3 separate regions of the Sus scrofa genome follow, and all the other regions are linked to region 3. A link is a contact called in public Hi-C and HiChIP or PLAC-seq data. All regions are on one chromosome and are shown on one strand. Each heading gives the region's core, a stretch centred on a gene start, on an enhancer-like site or on the middle of the called end of the contact. The rest is flanking DNA. Distances are from core to core; before and after follow the strand shown.

Region 1 (4,571 bases), core at 127-2,626, 300 kb after region 3:
AACTCATGCTATAACACAAGTTCCAAGTAAAGATGTAGGTACTACACATTCATATTGACCTTTTAACATATCTTGACCTGTTTTTCAAGCAAAGAATCAATCTTTGAAGAGTGTGGGGGGTAAGGTGTGGGAGGAGATGCAATCTGTCAGGGATTCTGCCAAAAGGGGCTGTTCCTAGTAACCAGAGGTCATAAATTACTCAATCTAAGGAAAAACCTATAGGGTTTACCTGGTTTTTAAGCTATACTATGTAACAGCAAAACAATCAACAACACCTTTTGAGGTGAATATCAAGAACACATGCAGGAGCATTTTAACTCCTATCTGCACTCTAGATAGCTACCGATTTTCTAGGGACTCACAAGGCAAGCAAAATTGACATCAGTAAATTATTTCCATGCCTACCTCATTAAGAATCTTCTAAATTAACTCCTGAGAGGTGAAAAGAAAAGCATCTGGAAAGGTTCGACAATCAATGACATAAACCACAGTGATGCTGCAGTAACTGAACTGCATAGCTCAAAGTTTATAGTTGCAAGAACTGAACTTCAGAATAACCAAAAAAAAAAAAAAAAAAAAAAAAAAACAAAGTTAGGGTCACTGTTTTCATTTTTATAAAGAATTTTCTTGAACGGAAGCAAATTTCAGCCTCTAATACGCACTGAGGTATATGTAATTATCTTCTATGTGCTTGTTTTAAAATACTCTACCAAAAAAGCGTATTTTATACAAAGTTAATTTCTGGGTCTAAGGTAGCTTCCGGTCTAAGTCAAGACACGAATGTTATCTACATACACAAACTTTGTCTTGACATACACTTAAATCTAAACTAAAACCCGAGAAGCTGAACATTAACTTTAAACTTGGGCCCATGTCGCGAAGTAAACCCCTCTGCGGGAGCGCACCACCACCCCTCCCTGGAGCCTCGGTCCGCTCTGCTCAAGGTCCACAGCGGCTCCCGAAGGAGGCAGGGACCTCAGAAGGGGCGCGGGCTCACACCTGTGCGGAAGCGGGGTCAGCGTCAAGCAGGTCCGCCCGGCCCAGGAGCGGCCCAGCCCGCCGCGACTCGGGACCGGACGCTCGGGGCCCTGGGCTCCACCCGCTGCCCCGAGTCCAACGCGACCGCCCCAGCTCACCTCCCTCCGGAGGCACTACAGCTGCAGCCATGCTCCAACTCCAGAAGGAACAGGAGCGGCCAGCCACCCAGCACTCCTCATCACCCGGCCCGACTCCGGCTGCGGGCTTCAATGCACCGCCGGGGAGGGCTGCGGTTCCGGACCCCGGCCCGACCCACCCGACCCCACGAAGCCGACAGGAGCCGCGAGAGCAGGGCCGACAGGTGCGTCGGCGCCTGACGTCACCGCGTAGCCGTGAACGGCCGTTCGGCGTCCGGCCCCCCGTCGGAGTCGCGTCGGCGCCCATTGGGCCGCTTGGGAGCAGTGGGAGGGTCTTGTAGAAGCAGGAGGCGGTCCATGGGGAGGCGGTGGGCGAGGCCGGGGCACCTGAGGGGGCGGAGCCAGCTAGGGGGGCGTCCCTTCCCTAACAGTTGGTCACATCCCTCGCGCTGTGCTGTCCGCCCCGTGGTGACACAATCACAATATCACAACGAGGAAATGAGCAATAAATCCCTAATATCATCTGATGATAAATATATATTTGTTTTGCCAATTTTCAACAACATAATCTTTTTCAGACCTTTTTTTCAAACCAGGATCCAGTCAAGTTTTAAACATCGAATTTTGTTTATGTTTCTTAAGTCACTTTTATTTTTCATAATATTGATGTTTTAAAGAGACCAGACAAGTTGCCATGTAAAATGCTGCCCATTGAATAGTGTGCCTTTGTTTATTTTTCTTCTTTCTACCCGCCACACCTGCCTCATACGGAAGTTCCCCTGCTACGAATCCAATCCAAGATGCAGCTAGAGGTCTAGACCACAGCCACCGCAACACCAGATGCGAGCTGCATCTGTGACCTACACCGCACCTCTCAGGCAACACCAGGCAACACCAGATCGTTAACCTACTAGCCAGGCCAAGATTGAACCTGCATCCGTAGGGAGACTATGTCCAGTCCTTAACCTGCTGAGCCAAAATAGGAACTCCAGTTTGTTTTTTGATTGTAAAAATAATTACGGCTAGCATAGGCTGACCTTGTCCCCAGAGAAGATCCTGCCCCCCATCCCACCCCCAAGAGGCTTGATTTAGAAATAGGGTCTTTACAGATGTGATCAAGGTAAGGTCATTAAGGTGGGACCTAATTCAGTAGGATTGGTGTTCTCATAGAGACTCAGAGGCAGACATACAGGAAAATGGGCATATGAAGATGGAAGCGGAGATTGGAACTCAGCACCAGAAGCTGGAAGACACAAGGAAGAATTCTTCCAGAGAGCCCTCCAGGAGGGCATAACCCTGTGGACACCTTGATTTCAGACTTCTGGCCTCCAGAACTGTGCAAGAGTAAATTTCTGTTGTTTTAAGACACTCCCACCCCCCACCCCTGCGCCCTGTTTGTGGTACTTTGTGGCAGCAGCCTTGAAAAACTAACACAATGGCTTAAAATTTTTGGAAGGAAAAAGCATGAAATGCGATGCCATCCTGCACAGCCTGGCCAACCTTAGTACCAGACACCAAGATAGATACCATTAATTATGTCTTGGCTATATTTCCAGGGACTTTCTTAGCACATACAAAGATATTACATACATAAAAAGATGGAGGAAACTTTATTTTACGTATTTATACATAAAAAGATGGAAGAAACTAGTGGCCGTGTAGAAAGATAACTGCCTTGGCTTGGCCAGACTTTTTGGTATGTGTTTCAGGTGGGAGACACCAGATGTGCATCAGCCAGTTCATAGAGCTCAGGGAAGCCCATGAAGGAAGAGGAGTTTGTTTTCCTTTTGAGGGAGGAAAGAGAGGGAAAGGAGCTGGGTTGACCGAGAGAAGGTGGAGGGATAGGTGCTGGAGGAGACTTTACTGTTGAGTGTTGTACAGTGGGGTGTGCAAGAGAAGCTTATGGCTTCCCTACCAAAGATTCACACTCTGTATCAAACACTAATGCTTTTGACAATGTACCCTTTGGGTCCTTCCAGTAAAAGCACAAGAAAGTAATGAATATCCGATCTACATATTCTTTTTTGTATCTTGGTGGCACATAGCACTCCATAAGCATTGATATCAACATTCTAGATTCAACTCCTTTTTGATAGCTGCACATAACACATCACATAAAAGCACTTTAAGCAGGGTCCTATAACACAATTCCATCTGTTGTAGGACTGAGGCCCCTGTTTTCTTGCTTTCTTGCCAGCTGTTAACCAGGGATCACGCTCAGCTCCTAGAGAATGTCCTCAAACTCTAACCAAATAGCCCTCTAACAATGTTGCAACTCACCTCCTCTAAGCCAGGAGAAGGTCTCTTGCCTTTCCTTGAATTTGACTTATTTTAAGGGGTTACATAATTAGGTCAAGCCCACCCATCATAATATCATTTTCTTATGAACTCAAAGTCAGTTGGCTAATAACATTATCATGGAAATGAAATCCACTGTGCTCACAGCCCAGCCCACACTGGAGGAGGGGCAATGCTACCTGACATGTATACCAGGGTATGGGGATTTGGGGCTACATCAGAGTTCTGCCTGCCACAGCCCACCCACTAGCCTCTAAAAATTCATAGATAGGGAGTTCCCGTCATGGCGCAGCGGTTAACGAATCCGACTAGGAACCATGAGGTTGCAGGTTCGGTCCCTGCCCTCGCTCAGTGGGTTAACGATCCGGCGTTGCCGTGAGCTGTGGTGTAGGTCGCAGACGCGGCTCGGATCCCGCGTTGCTGTGGCTCTGGTGTAGGCCAGTGGCTATAGCTCCGATTCGACCCCTAGCCTGGGAACCTCCATATGCCGCGGGAAGCGGCCCAAGAAATGGCAAAAAGACAAAAAAAAATAAAATAAAATAAAATAAATAAATAAATAAATAAATAAAAATTCATAGATAAAATACATTCACCCTTCCTCACGTTCCCAAGGGGCTCATTGCAGCACAGCATCAGCTTAAGTCTGGAACCTCTTTTTTTTTTTTTGTCTTTTTTGTCTTTTTAGGGCCGAACCCTGTGGCATATGGAGATTCCCAGGCTAGGTGTTGAATTGGAGCTGTAGCCGTTGGCCTATGCCACAGCCACAGCAGCACCAGATCCAAGCCTCATCTGGGACCTACCACAGCTCATGGCAACACTGGATCCTTAACCCACCAAGCGAGGCCAGGGGTTAAACTTTAACCTCACGGATACTGGTCAGATTCATTTCTGCTGAGCCACAATGGGAACTCCTAGAACCTCTTCTAAATCTTTATCTCATCCCCTCAAAGTTGGAAAGCTCTTCTAAGTCCGGTGAACATGTGGCCCCTGGGTGTAATCCATTAATTTCTCTGCATCTGTGGACCAATGAAACAGCCAAGTTACCTGCTTCCAATGCCCCTCCAAAACCAGGCTGGGACCGACACAGGAGCAATGACAGGCATTCCAGTTCACCAGGCAGAGAAAAAAGGTAGGGTCACTGACTCAAAGCACAGCCAC
Region 2 (4,504 bases), core at 1,074-3,573, 320 kb after region 3:
ATGTCAGAGTTTGGCATTTTGCCCTGTGGGCACGCCTTTGCTTTGTTAAAAAGTAACCTGATTTATTCAACAATAAATCAAGGGCACTTTTCTATGTCAATAAAAACAGATCCCAATCATCCTTTTTAATGTTTTCAGAATACACCATTGTTTGGATATATTGCAATGTATTCAGTCAATTTCTTATGGTTAGACACTTAGAGGGTTGTGAATTTTTTTGCTTATAAACACTGATGGTTACCTTGTATATGTATCTCTGCCCACTTGTCTTAGAAGTGAATATGCTGTCAAGGATATGCCTATTGGTAGCATTCCTTCTGCAAAGACAACAGCAGTTTATGTGCTCACCAACAGTTTATGATAGGAGCCTAAAGAAGTATCTGACTAATCATTCTTCATGAAAGCTGCAAAGAGGAATTTACTTAGATTAGCAATGGCAACGTTTTCACATTGCTTTGCTGTACAAAGGAATGTGGGTGGAATTGGAATTACTGTGCATTAAGACAAAATTCCTACTAACTGGGGGTGGGCGGGGACACAGGAGGTTAACCTAGAAGTCAGGAAATGAGGAAAACAGGTCTTTTGCAGGGAGACTAAGGGGGCATACTAAAGCAGACGTCCCCAGATTGCCAGGTTGGATGACTTGCAGTGCCATCTTCTGGCAAAGAGGCAAAAAGAGTTCAATTTCCATGCCAGCAATAAAGCATCTCGTTTAAGCACGACTAAGCCAGACTGGCAGGGGAACCCAGAAAGGTCTCAGTCCTTGGTGTTTTGGTGAGAGAGAAGGAAGCAGATTTCTTGGTAGCAAAGATCTGAATCATTTACACCTGAGGCCTCTGGCAAAACTCCTCCATGCCACATACAACACATACAACCTGGAGGGTAACTAAGGTGGATACACCATCATCCTCCTTCAGCTTCAGGTTTGGATTCTCCAGTATCTTGGGATTACTCTAGGGAAGGCAGTTTAGCCAAAGGGCTACCCAGGGTGACACTGCGCATGATCCGTTATTACAGAAAAGACTGTCTCTATCTTTGAAAGTCTTGCAATGAAGAAAGGTAGTTAGACTACTAAATCTTTCAATACACGGGCAGAACCTATTAGATATGATAGTGTAGAAAATTATATTTATTAGTTTTTTTAAAATTTTTTCTTTTTAAATCACATTGTACTTAATTTTTTTGAGACCTAAAAATAGTTTCTTGCTTCAACCATCCAAGACAGACTAAGAATAGGCTTGCTTTTATTTTATTTTTAATTTCATTTTTTATGGCTGCACCCATGCCATGGGGAAATTCCCTGGTCATGGATCAAACCAGAGTGATAGCAGTGACCCAAGCTGCTGCAGTGACAACACTGGAACATTAACCCACTGAACCACAAGAGAACTGCTACGCTTGCTTTAAAAAACATTCTATTTATTTTTTTCATTGAGGTATAATTGATGTACAATATTATATGTTTCAGATGTACAACATAGTGATTCAAAATTTTTATGTTATACTTCATTTATAGTTATGACAAAATAATAGCTATATTCCTCTGTGCTGTACAATAGTATCTTATTTATTTTATATAGCAATTGTGTCTATACCCATACCTTTCTCATAGCCCTCCCCCTGGTGACCACTAATTTGTTCTCTACATCCATGAGTCTGTTTCCTTTTTGTTGTATTCATTAGTTTGTATTATTTTTTTTCGATTCCACATGGAAGTGATAACATACAGTACTTGTTTCTGACTTATTTCACTTCAGGCTTGCCTTTTTTTTTAAGGGCCACAGGTTCAGCAAACGTAAATTTCCAGGCTAAGGGTTGAACTGGAGCTACAGCTACTGGCCTAAACCACAGCAACCAGATCTGAGCGACTACTACAGCCTACACCACAGCTCTCCACAAAGGATCCTTAACCCACTGGGTGGGGCCAGGGATTGTACCCGCCTCCTTATAGATACTAGCCGGGTTTGTCTCTGCTGAGCCACATGGGAACTCTAAAACTTGCTTTTTAAAGCAAAACTAGTTTTCAAAACGTGGCATCCTAAAAAACATCCAAGTTAAAAAAGTCCCTTTCTCTTTGTAGTACGTGTATGCACGAGTTTATCATATGCTTTACTCCATACCACTTTCTAGCAGGTTCTGGCCCTCCTCTGTGCTGCACTCTCGCGAGGGAGCCAACCGGCTGAACCTCTCCACTCCGCTCCTCAAGCACCTGCAGTGCCCCTCCCCGCCCCGCCCAGGCCCAGTCCTACCCAGACCCCGCCCCGCCCCGCCCCGCCCCGCCCCGCCCCGCCCCACCCACGACTCGCCCATCCTTCCCGGCCACCCCCGCTCCGCGTCGGCTCCCGCGCGCTGACGTCACACGGCCGCGCCGGGGACGCCCCGCCCTCTGCACTGGCTACAGATTTTGGGGCGCCGGGTATGGAGTCCTGAGCTTGAACTGCCCAGCTCTTCTTTGCGTCGCCCGGTGTCCAGCGCCCGCGTGGCGCGGCGCGGGGGAAAAGCCGGCAGATAGCCCCCAAACCCAATGAGTCTGCTTCGTGAGGCCGCCGGCAGCCGCGTCTGAGAAGTTGGGGGGCGGCGCCCGGGGCACTCCCCCCGCCGCCGTTGCCAGGGGCTGGGAAGCCAGTTTGTGCCTCCCGGTGGCGCGGACCGGTGTCCCGGGGCGTTGGCCCGGGCGGCGCGGGCTGCAGTGGGGGACCGGCAGGATCCCACCGCCACTTCCTGACGGGGCCGGGCGCTGCGGTCACGAACTCGGTTCTTTTTCAGGATGTCCTTTTTGGACCGCGGGAGAGTGCTTCTGCCTCGCTGACCCCGCGGGAATACGGCGACACGGTCGGCGCCTATCGACCCTCACGGCCGTTGCTGCCCACGACCTGGGTCCAAGGTGAGTGGCTCTCAGGGAAGCGGCGACGTGCAGAACAGTGCAGTCATTTTGGAAACGGGGAGCCCTTGTCTAGACTTTCTGATGTGGAGGTTGCAGGGATCCTCACCTGAAGTGCACGGGAAATAGTAACCGCATCTCTTCAGTGTTAATTCTCCAGGGAACAGTGTGCGTTACTAAGCAACTCTTTGACATTATTTAAAAACTTGCAGTGATAATGGATTTAAAATAATAGAAGTGTTGTTACCGGTAAGTCATTTATATTTCTTAGAATTTCTTCATGTATAATTTCTACATGCTTAAAATTTCTGTATGTAGAGAATTAAAAGTTCTGTTAGAGTTCATCGTAACTTTTTTTTATACAGGCCTAATTTTTATTTTCTAATATAAGGTCTGTCCCCAAGAAGCGGAAGAGTTTTTATTGCCATGGTAAATTACATCAGAAATAATCATATGAAGGGTTGAAGGTAATATCCAGTATATGCTGGTAATGGCCTTTTCTTATGATGCAGCAGTATTGTAGACACCATGGAGGGATGCCAGATAAGGAGAGAATTAGTTCTTTGTTTCTGCTGTAGATTTGTCTGACATTAGAGGATCCACAGATCTGTTTTAATATTGAAAGGTAAGGAGCCTATTTTGTGGGATAACAGGTTTTTGCACATTGAGTCACCTTTAGGCGTTTACTAAAGGTTACAGAAGTTGGCCACAGGAGTTGTTTTGAGGTCATTTTAATAATAAATTAGCGTTGTATTCAAAGTTAATTTTACTCTGTCTAGTGTCCTACCTCTAACCTAAGTCATGGACATGACACCATTTCATGAATATAAACTTTACATGTTGGTATTTTCCACTAGGAAAGTTGTTAATTGTTATCTGAATTGTCTTAGAGAGAGGAATAGACCTAAAGAGAAGAAAAAACGTATTTTGAAAAAAGTGTAATAGGAATTCCATTTCTGCTTTCTGCTTTTTTGAATTATGAGAAATAAGGCAGGGACTTCCCTCATTGAGGAGATATTTTGTCCCTCTCCCACAGTCCAAAATGGCATTTATTGTTTTAGGAGAGCTATATGTGTGGATTGCAGTTGCAGACTGTACCACATGGGCTTCTGGAAATCTGTTGACATTCCTTTACCATTGTTTCCCTTCAGGACATTTTGCTTGTCTGTCAAATAACTGAAAGAGCTGAAAAGGCTTAATGTTCTACATTGGTGGGGATACAGTTTTTCATTCATATACTCTGACATTTTTCACATTTGGTGCACAGAATTTTGCCATGTCAAATGTAGTTGTGGCTTAAAGACATTCTTAGTAAAATATGAGGAAAGATGTCTAACTTGACTACAGGCTATAATATTTTTTGGAGCTCAGTTGACATACTTGAAAAGAGTGATGCCACACAGAAAGATTTTGAATGTCAGCGTTTGAAGTTTGGAAATGGAGAAACTGTTGAAGAATTTTAACCCGAGAAATTGATTTAGGCAGCATTCTTCCTATTTCTTTCTGTCAGCGTTTATTATTGCTTTTAAATTTAAATTTTAGTTATGGTTTTGAATAGTTAATACAATCAGATGGTTTGAAATTTAGAAGGTAGAAAAAGATAGAAAGGCCTTTCAACTACTC
Region 3 (4,672 bases), core at 972-3,471:
CCATAGGAACATGGAAGTGTGACTTTGCACCACCAGTCATTTGGGTTGGCTAGGATGGGGGGCACTAGGGCAAAATGGCTGGAGGGCAATCTGGAGAGGGAGATAGAGGCCCATTCAAGCTTAAAACTTTGTCTTTAACTTGAAGGTGCTAGGAATCCCACTAAAGTCATACTGAATAAAATTTGCTTAAAAAGCAAAGTGTGCAGAGCCATAGAGGATGGGTTGGAGGGAAGGATCCTTCTGGATGGTCCCTGCTCCCTGGTTGAGGGGGAAGATGAGGCCTGAAGAGGGCAGTGTAGGTGGAGGGTCCCATATGCAGAGATGTATAAGGACAGGTGGACAGGCGGTGACTAGATGGATGGCAGGGGAAGCAGGTGAATGAACCTGGGATAACGTCCATATGTGTGCTGTGCCAAACTGAGGAGGCGGGATGCCGGGCTTCCGGTGTGGACCTCCAAGAGGCCTAAGCAAGTTCAAGAACAGGGCTCTCACAGAACCGAAATAATGGGGCCTCACACCTCAGGAGGAGGATGCAGGTGCCTCCAGCATAAGACAGGGTTCTGCGGAAGCTACTAAAGTAGCTTCGCAGCAAACTCTGCCCAGGAGTGACCTTCCTCCACAGGTGGTGTCCCCACGCACGCTGGCACCCAGCCGGGGCTGGACAAGCAGAGGGATGGAAGTGAAGCCACCCTGGCGGTAGAAAGGGGATGGGGCGGAGGGGGAAACAATCGCACCAAGCCTTGCAGGGCAGCGCCCCCTCCCCCCGCCAGGAAACAGACAACACCCCACTCACCTGAAAGCATCTGTCTGGGTTGAGTTTATTCATCTAGAACCTGTGAAATCTCTTCCCTGTAAGCCCTCCATTCCCGTCTTCTTTTCCGTTACAGGCTTCGAAGCAAATTCCTATGCCCACCTCAAGCGCATCCGAGGTGGAGCGAGGTTCTGGGGAGAATGCGAAGCGGAGTCTCAGAGACTGAACTGCCTGAGGGAAAAGGAATGCGGCAGTGCAGAAAGACCCTGGAGCGAGGACATAGACCTTAGTCTCTGGCAAGAAAAAAATAAAGTAAAAATTTCGTGTCCTAGTGCAATTGTAAAGACTGCTTGTTAAGTATGAGAAAAGTATGAAGGGTTTAGGTTTCCTGAAAGAGAAACGAGCTGAAAGTTCTACGAGCTAACGTTGAAATAGGATTTCCAGTTCCTATCAGGCTGTGACTCACCTGCAGGCCAGATGCCCCTCCCCCGCCTTCCAGCCAGGTCCCCTGCACCTGCGGCCGGACCACGCACCTGCGCCTCCCCTGCGCGGTCCGACCCCGGGTCCCGGCAGCGTCCACCTGGTCGAGCCACGCTGCGCTGGAGGGCGAGCATGCTCAGTCGGGTCCTGACCCGCTTCTGAGGCAGGGCCGGCGGCTGGGGTCGCGGCGCTGCCCCGCGTGGCTCGCCCAGGACAGAGTGAGAAGAGGGAGCGCGGAGCGGCGTCAGCCGCACCCCGGCACCGCTCCTGCAGGAGCCCACAGCCGGCTCCCGCGGAGCAGAGGGCAATCCGCCACTCCGGATTTTCGCCGCAGCCGGGGGAGGGGCGGGGTCAGGAGTGGAGGGCGGGGCATGGGCGGGGGCGGGGCGGGGCCGGCCGGGGAGCCGAGGGAGGAGGAGCGGGTCCCGGGCCCAGGAACGCGCAGTCCTGCAGTCTGGAAAGGGGCCGCTCACACTGCGGGGCCGGGCCGCTCAACTTCTGCAGGCGCCTTGAAAAAATCGCCGCTCTTAATGAAAAAGCACCACAGTGTTCACTAGAAAAAAACTTACAAACTACAAATAGTCACAATAGGAGAAGCCTAGAATCCCGAGCCCGCCGCTCGCAAACCGCCGGTGGACGTCCTGCTCCTGCGGTTCCGCGCGCGGCGGGGCTCTGAAAGCGGGGGCACCGCGGCCTCACCGGGGCCCTGCTCGGGGTAGGTCCGAGTCGCGGGCCAGGGCCGGGTTCCGAACCCCGCAAGGCGGGATCTCGGGACCCTCTCCCGAAACTCTCGCCCGAGACTGCCGAGGCTCCCGTACTACAGCCCAGGGCAGGCGCCGCTGGGGAGCTGGGCACCGGGTCTGGCCTCCGGGCCGCGCTGACCGAGGGGCCGCCCCCCTCTCCCTGGCCCCTCCCCGGCGGGCCGGTCCACAGCCCCCGGCCTCGCCGCCCGCCCCGCCCCGCCGCGCTGCAGCGAAGACCCGGCGGCGCCGCGCTGCGCGCACTGGGCATGCTCCGCCCGGCTGCTCCTCTGCTCCGGGAGGCTGGGCTCAGCGAGGCTCTGCAGCCCGCAGCCCGCAGCCCGCAGCCCGCACGCCGGCGCGGGGGCAGAGGCGGCCGCTGGAGAGGTTGCCGGGCGTCGGCGCGGCGCGGCTCCCGGTCTGGCCATGGCGAGGAGCACGCGGCGGTCGCCGGGGTGGCGAGGCGACGTCAGGTTAGGCTGGCGGGGCGCGGGCGGGGGCTTGGGCGGCGGGGAGCCCCGCACCGCGTGGTGGCCGAGTCACCGCCAGCGCCGGGGCCGCGCAACTTTGGGGCACTCGGGCTGAAGGAGCCCGCGGCCGGGGCTGCACGCCGGGAGGCGCCCAGGTCCCTGCGGCGGGCTCCTCCTGGGTCGCAAGATGCTTCGGGATCCTTGCAGGAGCATCCGGCAGCGGCGGGTTGGAGACACTGTGTCCCAGGTTGCCGCTATAGCCCTCCTACGACTCGGAGCGTGGTATTCGCCGCACGCTGCCGAGGAGCCTCCCGGTCTCCGGGGAGAGGGAACGCCAAGCCGCGGCGGGGCCTTCGCCGACTATAGGTCACCTGGGTCACCGGCTCTCAGTGTCCCCAGAACAAGGAGGGGGGTGCAGGCCCTGAGTGCGGGTGGCACGTCCTGAGCCAGGCGGGCGCCGCGTCCTAGTGCCGCAGGGGTGCGGGGAACTGTGGGCGCCGGCAGCCGCCGCCTCCGCTGGAGCTCTTGGAGTTTGTCGCATTTGACTCCATAGCAAGTTGACATCGAATTGCTTCCTGGCGTGGAATGGGGAAATATGCTTCATCGGCTTAAAAAACAGAGTAATTGCAGAGCTGATTTATTTTAAGCTCGACCATTAACCAGTCTTCCCCTCCAAAAAACTTGAGCTTGCAAGTTGCAAGATTTATAAAGCAAGCTAGCAAAAAAGAAAAATGTTTGCAGGTCCCTTATCGTCTCACTGTAGAAAATAATGTATTATGGTTGAATTGTCATTGTGTTTAAGTATGCTTGTTACAGAAAAGTTGGATTACTGTAGCCATCTTTTTTTGCATTATTTTGGCTTTATAATAAGATTTGGAAACGTAGTTGCAGAAGCTCAATGTTTTTTGCAAAAGTTTTCTCACTTTTGTTTCTAAATGAAACACTTTTTTTCAGTTGCTACTATACGAACATAGTAAAATTGTCAGGGGGAAATGCAAGATGGAAGAAAATTTATTTTCAGAAGGGAGTAAGAACAGCATAGTTTTACTGGGCATATTATTTTCATAGAGAACGCAGTTTGTAGGTCCACCGCCATTTCTGTTGGTTATTTATAAAACACTTTTTTCCTTCATAAAACATCCTTACCATTACCATGCTTAGGATTACTGATTTTAGGAGGAAGGCAAACAATCCTTATTCTAATAGGAACTAGTTCTACCTCTAACTAAAGCTTTAACTCTCCAGCTGGTTCCCATAACTACCTCTTAGTGGGTTCCATTGTTTTATTTATTAAGCTTATTACAAAATGTCTTGTTTGCGTTCATCGTAGACCTTAGTGGACTTTTGAGGTGATTCTCTTTTCATTGGCTTGTGAGTACCTTTTAATGTTTGTTCTTGCCTGAGATGCTTCAGCCCTCATTCCAGATCCTCCAGATGATTTCCCCACATGGGCTCTGTGCCGAGCCTATACGTGACCGAGATTTCATAACAGGAGTGGCTGGAAATGTCCCAACAACAAGAGCAACACGATTACTCTTTCTGCAGATTAGACCCACAGCTCTCCATTTTAGCCAATGAGTTTGGTTGCTGGTGTTTATTGCCCCTATGTGTTTTTCTATACGTATAGAAAAATTTGGAAGTTTGAGAAAAAAGCAAAAAGCAAACCCAACACAAATGCTGAGAAAGTATGCTTCCCTTTCCTGTAAAAATGCATCAGATTCAAAATCTGCTATGTGCACTGCATATATGTACAGCTGATCCTGTGTTCTCAGGCTGCATTCCCAAGGGGAAGCTAGGAAGTCTCCCCTCACCCAGAGCTTTTTTCTTACCTGGAGGAAGCAGCTTTCCCATTTGTAAACCTGAGGTGTAGTACAGGTCCATAGGCCACCTTCTGGATCTAAAAATCCTATTTGTTCAGTATTAGACAATGAAATTTAACAAAAGGCATATTTAAACACCACTCTTCGCTTTAGAACTCCACATTCTCCTAACCTAAAACTAACAAAACCAACAGGATTTAGGTCAAAGAGGGGTTTTATTAACACTAATGGGAAAAAAAAAAAAATAGAGGAGACTTTGTATTCAAATTCAGAAACAGGTGATAATTTCTTCTGTTTGTACCTAACTGTTGGGTTCTTGCAACTCAACTGCTGGGCCCATAGCTTTTACTTTTAATTCCATGCCTTTAGATTTCTGTACTGCGTGGTGGTGTTAGTCACATTAGATACTGG

Evidence for each region. Hi-C and Micro-C count contacts between places; a contact is called where the count stands out from the background. HiChIP or PLAC-seq counts read pairs in DNA pulled down with a chosen protein or histone mark.
Region 1: a contact with region 3 is called in an H3K27ac HiChIP or PLAC-seq map of alveolar macrophages. The contact joins the promoter of CLCN3 here to the promoter of MFAP3L in region 3. A contact is called at or near these places in 1 of 5 promoter capture datasets (liver), 3 of 47 Hi-C or Micro-C datasets (liver, mesenteric adipose tissue and skeletal muscle) and 1 of 2 datasets of contacts at active chromatin or transcription factors (alveolar macrophages).
Region 2: a contact with region 3 is called in a Hi-C map of liver, with 2.3 times the contacts expected there. The contact joins the promoter of NEK1 here to the promoter of MFAP3L in region 3. A contact is called at or near these places in 1 of 5 promoter capture datasets (liver) and 18 of 47 Hi-C or Micro-C datasets (alveolar macrophages, brain, embryonic fibroblasts and 11 more).

What each region holds. Positions count from the first base shown.
Region 1 is chr14:20,125,784-20,130,354 of Sscrofa11.1, forward strand. It overlaps CLCN3 (H(+)/Cl(-) exchange transporter 3), which reads right to left and starts at 1,377. Exons shown (of 13, transcript XM_001926134.7): 1 at 1,137-1,377.
Region 2 is chr14:20,142,308-20,146,811 of Sscrofa11.1, forward strand. NEK1 (serine/threonine-protein kinase Nek1) reads left to right here and starts at 2,324. Exons shown (of 33, transcript XM_021072853.1): 1 at 2,324-2,416; 2 at 2,767-2,884.
Region 3 is chr14:19,822,915-19,827,586 of Sscrofa11.1, forward strand. MFAP3L (microfibrillar-associated protein 3-like) reads left to right here and starts at 2,222. Exons shown (of 4, transcript XR_002338663.1): 1 at 2,222-2,444.